Regions from separate parts of the Sus scrofa genome. Here region 1 is linked to region 2. The links are chromatin contacts, called in public HiChIP or PLAC-seq maps. All regions are on one chromosome and are shown on one strand. Each heading gives the region's core, a stretch centred on a gene start, on an enhancer-like site or on the middle of the called end of the contact. The rest is flanking DNA. Distances are from core to core; before and after follow the strand shown.

Region 1 (3,071 bases), core at 159-2,658, 400 kb before region 2:
AGTTATTTTGCAGAATGACCCTCAATTTGGATTTGTTTAATCATTTCTTGTGGTTAGAATGAGGTTATGCCTTTTTGGCAAGAACACCACACAAGTGATGAGACAACCCTTCTCAGTGCATGGCACAGATGCTAAATGATGTTAACATCATGTGAATTTTGGTCACTTGATTAAGGTGATATCTACCAGGTTTCTCCACTGTAAATACGACTTTTCCTTTCTGAGCGTCTAGTGAAGAGATAGCTGTGGCTATATAAATATCATGTTCCTCATCATACTTTAAGTTTAATGTCCTATGTCTGAAACAATTCCCGTGGCATTTGTCAAAAGGTATTTTCTAGGTCCATTGTTCCTTCTACACTTATCAATTGGAATCCTGCTGTAAGGAAGAGTTTCCCCCATTCCCTCACTTTGTTATATTTATTTATATCAATATGGATTTTCAAATTATATGTATTGTTACTGATCAATAATGGACGTGATAGTACTTATCTCGTAAGATTTTGTCCTAAGGATTAAATGGCAGCTGGCATTTCGTAGTCATAAATACGAAAATTGGAAGATTTGGGTTCAGGACTCAACACTACCGCTTACAGCAGGAAGACACCTAAGTCACTTTGGTCTTGTTTGTTTAAGCTATACGAGAATCATATCTTCTCCAACAGGTTGTTCTGATGGTTATGTGACCTAATAAACATAAACTGCCAAACACTTTCTAAATATTAAAGATCCGAGTATTCTCCGTTGTTTTAAAACCTCAAGTTTATGACAGGACTTCATATCTGAGAAATTAAGTGTGAGCGACACCGAGAAAGAGCATGCTCTCCGCACGAGGCGATTTGGGGCAGTGCTCTTGGACCGCTACCAGGATCGGGACCACGTCCGCGGGGTGACCTGGGGGCAGGTGAGCAGGACGCACCCAGAAGTATCTGCAGTAGCGATCGCGAAGGCCATCCAAGCCATCCCGACTTGGAAGCTCAGGGACCCCGAGAGACCCGACCCCGGGAGGACGCGCAAAAGGCCCCAGAGCGACCTCTCGTACGAAGCAGACGGGCCTGGGTAGGGACGCGCGTGCCACCTGACCTGGCGCTCCTCGCCGCCGCCTGACCGATCCCAACCCAGCGGCCCGCGGCCCGCCGAGGCCGGAGAGCCGCGGGCCGTGCTGCGTGCGCGGCACCCTCTTCCTCCAAAGCACACTCCCTGCTCCAGGGCCTTGGGGAGCCGTGCACGCCCGGAGCCGCAGGGAAACGGCGCGTCCGTCACTCACCTGGGAAACGCGAGCCGGGACGCTGGAACCGCGGCTCAGGCAGAGAAGGCCCCCGAGGCCAGCACACATCAGCCTCCCCACAGCCGTTTGTGCGCCTGCGGGGCTGCCATCGCCGAGCTTCCGTCACTTCCGTCATTCAAACCGCCCGCCAATGGCGCGGCCGAACGGCGGGAATCCTCCTGGTCCCGCCTCTCCCGGGGGCCGCCGGGACAGCCGCGCAGTAAAGCCTGCTCCCCGGCGCATGCGCACGCGCACTTGCCGTTCTGACGTAGGCCCCATTATTTCTCATACCGCGGCTCGGAAGGTTAGTTCACCTCTGTCTGCAGGCTCAGTTTTACAGGTAGCGAGACAGAGGTCCAGAAAGGGGAAGGTATTTCCCCAGAACCACGAGGGTGACTTTAGTTTTAAGCGCCAACCTGAAGATGCCTTTGAATATGCATCCTTTTGTATGTTACCTACACAGTTCGTGTGGTATTATTTTTCACGCTCCAGTTATTTTTGTGATAACTTTCAACTGGTACAAGTGAACTCTTTATCATGTTGCTTCTAGAGGTCCGACATACCTAGAACGTGTCAAGGATTTATCTGCTGTAAATAACCTCTTAATCAGAAAGGGGAAGAGCGCAGGTTCGTATTGAGCACCTATCATGTTGTGCCAGATACAGTGTGCTTGGTGCAGGGGAGACAAGGGTAAATGGATTATGGCACCTATCCCAGATTTTATTGTCCAGGGTGGTGAAACATATCAGGAATCAAAGGATTAGAAAATGGAGAGAGAGGCAGAGGAAGTCGCTGGTATGAGCTGATACAGCTTCATGTGGAGAAGAGGGCAGAGAAAGTTAAGACTGAAATTGAAGGTAGAGAAGCCAATTAGGATACTCCTACAGAACGTGAAAGATGATCACAATAAAAATAGAGAGATATGGGTCCGTTTAAGAGGCAGGGAGTTCCCGTCATGGCTCAGTGGAAACGAATCTGATTAGTATCCCAAGTTCCATCCCTGGTCTTGCTCAGTGGGTTAAGAATCCCGCATTGCCATAAGCTGTGGAGGTCGCAGATACGGCTCAGATCTGGCATGGCTGTGGTGTCGGCCCGTGGCTACCGCTCTTGATTGGAGCCCTAGCCTGGGAACCTCCATGGGCTGTGGGTGTGGTCCTTAAAAAAAAGAAAAAAAAAAAAAAAAAAAGGGCAAACAGGAGGCCAAGCATCAAGAGTTAGTGGTTACCTGGTTGTGGAAGGCGGAAAAGAGGGAGAAATGAATGGTGATTCCTGAGTTCCTTATTTGGCAACTGAATGGATGAGCATAACATTCTCCTAGAACACACAGAAAGGATCAGGTTAGGGTGGGGAAAATAGTGAGTTAAACTTTGAATGTTTGTAATTTGAGCTATTTCTGGGATACCTTGGCCAAGGGATGAATTTCAGAAATATTTAGAAGGCAGAATTAGAAGTAGTTGACAAAACAATTGCATTTGAGGTTGAAGGAAAAGGGAGAATACAGTTAACCTCACAGCCACTGGCTTGAGGAGCACCGTTAATGGGAGAAATCACCAAGGGAGAAATCAGAAATGGGAGTCTGTTTAGTGGGCAAGGCGATGAGCTCACCTCTGGAAATGTTCGGCTTCATGTGCCTGTGAAACATCCATTGAGGTGAGAGAAGCAGAGGAATACAGAGGTAGACAGCCCACAAACTGGGCTAGCAGATAGACTTGGGTTTCATTTCTGTATTATGTAATAAGCAAAGCTGTAGAAGTGGGTGAGATCACTTAGGGAGAATTTGCAGAGTGGGAAGGGTGATAAGGAC
Region 2 (3,487 bases), core at 604-3,103:
GACCCTCTGCTCTGAGGACCCTGAAATGTCCCATGACCGGGAGACCCGGCAGTGGCCAAGAGCGTTTTCTACAGCTACTGGTCTCTGATTGTGCAGCTCACATAGGATCACGTGCCTTTGCTGTTGGGGGATTAAAGAAAGGCGTGTCAACATAGACACGGACTCTAACTTGGAATTTGATGAACTGTACATTGCAAGTCAATGGAAGCCGGTTGGCAACTATCACAATGAGGTTGTAATTGAGAACAGTTTATAATAATCTAATTTTCCACTAGGTGACAGCAGAGCCCATGGTATTATCTTAAACACTGTTCCTCTCCTACCAATAGGTTGGACAATCTTTTGAAAGAAGTTCCTGCCATTCTGGAGGGAGCAATTACTGTTAAAAGGAGGACACGTGGCTTTTAGATGTCATTGCTGATCTCCAGATTTTTCTTTTAAAGGAGTTTAGTTCTGGCATTCTTAATCTCTTGAATTTATGGAAACAACTATACCAATAATAAAACGAACTTATATTTATTCAGCATTTGCTACAATGCCAGGTATTGTAATACGTGTGCAGGGCCCCTGAGGCTTGCTTCTTAGAAGCTTCACAGGGACCAAAAGTCCCTCCTTTAATGAGGAGCTAAGCTTCCCCAGGCTGCTCCGGTAACCATGACACTATCTACACAAACGTGTCCTCACAACTTAATTCCCCGTATGAGTTTGAGCATATTGATAGCTTAGTCAAGGGTCCTTTACAGGGTTGTATAAACAATTTCAGTTATAATTGGTGTTTCTTAGAGCACTTTTCTTCTTTTTTAAAAACATTTTTTTCCTTGGACTCATGCCAGCCTTTGGTTGGGTCCCCTCTTGGTGGCTGACTCATCTTGGGAATGCCTGGTGAATTTCTGAGTGATGCAATAGAGTTGTTTTTCAGAGGCTGAGGCTGGGAATCCAGGCAGAATGGGTTTGACTCATTGCGGCACAAACTCTTAACCATCAGGAGGAAGAGGGGATTTGAGCAAGTGTCTGGCATTTGACTCTGTCTCCTAAATGGCTCCTAAAATCTGGTCTTGGCCCTGGGCAGAGCAAGGACTGAGAAGTGAAGTGACAGGGCCATTCTGGGACACAATGATGCACAGGTGGGCCTGCGTTCTTTTTTTCTCCCAGAATGTAACACAGAAACCAGAGAGCCATTTTAGCTGGCTCTTACACAGCTACCTACACAGCTAGTTAAAAATTTTAATTATTTCTAATTTTTTTTTTCCATTTTATTGCCACATCCATGGCATATCTAAGTTCCTGGGGCAGGAAATGAATCCAAACTACAACTGTAACCTACACCAAAGCTGTGGCAATGCTGGATCCTTTAAACCACTGTGCCAGGCTGGGGACTGAACTTGAACCTCTGTAGCGACCCAAGCCACTGTAGTCAGATCTTTTTTATTTTTTTACTTTTTGGGGCCACATCTGAGGCATATGGAGGTTCCCAGCCTAGGAGTCAAATCAGAGCTATAACTGCTGGCCTACACCACAGCCACAGCAACATGAGATCCAAGCCGCATCTGCAACCTACACCACAACTCACGGCAGGGACTGAACCTGCATCCTCATGGATACTAGTTGAATTCATTTCCACTGAGCCACAACGGAACACCTGCAGTCAGGTTCTTAACCATAGCAGAAACTCCAGGTTTTAATTACTTCCACATCTGAAAGAATGCTATTAAGTGTAGACAAAATTTCAGAAGGCACAACAGGGCATAGAGTTAAAATGTAAGTTTTTCCTCCCACACCTGCTGCCCATAGAAACCCAGTGTTTACCAGTTTGTTAATCAATTACAGGATCGTGCTACATAGTTTCTCTGCGCTTCACCTCCCCCAGCACAGCTCCTTCAGGGGGTTGAAATCATCATGGCTCTGAGCTAGGAGGGGTGCAGGCGTCTAGCATCTCACAAACCCAGAGCTGCAACCCCTTTCTTTCCCTGGGGCCTCTTCTAGATCCAGCAGTTCCCTACTTCTGAAGCCCTTGAACCTAAAAGGACCAATTCTACCTCCAGCTCAGACAAGAAACTCCCTTCTCTCTCTTCAGAAGTGGTTGCCCTAAATCCCTTATATTCTTTTTCTTCAAAAAAGACCTGCCTTCAGTAGCACAAAGGGAAGTTACCGCTGAGAAGGGTAACTTCTCAGGATAAATCTCTTGGCCTCTGCCTAATTCTTAATATGTCAGCTGAAACACACGAAACAAAACAAACAAAACAAAAAAAAACCCTCCCCTATAATCCCCAACTAGAAATTTCCAGGGGTTATTATCATTAAAACATCTCCTTTTGGATATATATGTAACGTCTTTTAGTAGAGCTCACAGTTTTTCATCTGATCATTGTAGCTTTTCAAGGTAGACAATCATGATTTACAACTAATAACTATGTTGACATCTTTCCCATATTTACTTATTCAATTATTTTTTTTTTTTTTTAGCTGCACCCTGAGCCAGGGATCGAACCTGTGCCACAGTCAAGATCCAAGCCACTGCAGTGATGCCAGATTATTTTTTGTTTTATCCTTTTTTCTTTTCTTCTTTTTTGGCTGCCCCTAGGCACATGGAGTTCCCCAGCCAGGGATCAGATCCAAGCCACAGTTGTGACCCATGTGGCAGCCCAGATCCTTAATCCACTGTGCTGGGCCAGGGATTGAACCTGCATCCAAGTGCTCCAGAGATGCCACCAATCCCATTGTGACAGGGGAAGTCTGATGCCAGACTGGTAACCCACCGAGCCATAAAATAACTCCTATTCAATCTTCTAAATATTCTTAGGTATAAAACTTCTAGGATGAAATTAAATAATAACAGTGATAGCTGGCTTGTCTTCTTCCTGACTTTAGTAGAATGTCTCTAATATTTTACCGTAAAAAATGAAGTGTGCTGGAGTTCCCTGGTAGCCTAGCCATTAAGGATTCAGTGTTGCCACTGCTGTGGCTCAGGCTCAATCCCTGGTTCAGGAACATTCTCATGCTGTGGGTGCAGCCAAAAAACAAATGCTGTTGATTTAGGACAGGAATTCGTGTGAAGGGAGTATCCTTCTACTCTAAGTTTACAGACGGCTTTGGTTGTAATTTATAGCATAAAACTTACTTTCCTGATTGCCACTTTTGTCCAGATAAATGGCTCTTTGCTACGGAATAATAATACTGATTTCACAGCATTGTTGCTTTAACTTTTCGCATTACCTAGAATGTAGCAATTGCTCAGTGACTGCATTATGATAGCTGTTGTTAATAATTATTAATCTCCTTCAGTGGAATCAAAGTGACGGATCTGCTTAGAAAGGACTTTTGAACAAATGGAAATGTTAAATCGAAGGCTATCTAACAATCATGCTAAGATCACTGTGTTCTTTTATTTAGGAGTGGTCGGGTGACCAGCTCTCCCAGGTTGTCCAGGATTGAGGGGTTTCCAGGGATCAGGGACTTTTTCTGTCCTTCCCATCTCTGCTAAGACATG

What was found. HiChIP or PLAC-seq counts read pairs in DNA pulled down with a chosen protein or histone mark.
Region 1: an H3K27ac HiChIP or PLAC-seq map of alveolar macrophages shows a contact between it and region 2. The contact joins the promoter of CEP295 here to the enhancer-like site in region 2. A contact is called at or near these places in 1 of 5 promoter capture datasets (liver), 23 of 47 Hi-C or Micro-C datasets (alveolar macrophages, blood, brain and 14 more) and 2 of 2 datasets of contacts at active chromatin or transcription factors (alveolar macrophages and skeletal muscle).

Annotation. Positions count from the first base shown.
Region 1 is chr9:26,101,604-26,104,674 of Sscrofa11.1, reverse strand. CEP295 (centrosomal protein of 295 kDa) reads right to left here and starts at 1,408. Exons shown (of 31, transcript XM_021062639.1): 1 at 1,268-1,408. The coding sequence starts at 1,403. LOC102157509 (a long non-coding RNA gene) reads left to right here and starts at 1,551. Exons shown (of 4, transcript XR_002335587.1): 1 at 1,551-1,894.
Region 2 is chr9:25,704,012-25,707,498 of Sscrofa11.1, reverse strand. All of the region lies in intron 2 of DEUP1 (deuterosome assembly protein 1), which reads right to left. Among named protein-coding and RNA genes, the nearest start is that of SLC36A4, 17 kb to the right of the region's middle. Within about 2 kb of position 1,853, at least 12 of the 83 cell types and tissues checked have an H3K27ac peak or open chromatin away from gene starts, as enhancers often do. A contact at or near this core is called in alveolar macrophages, fetal liver and mesenteric adipose tissue, where this site is marked.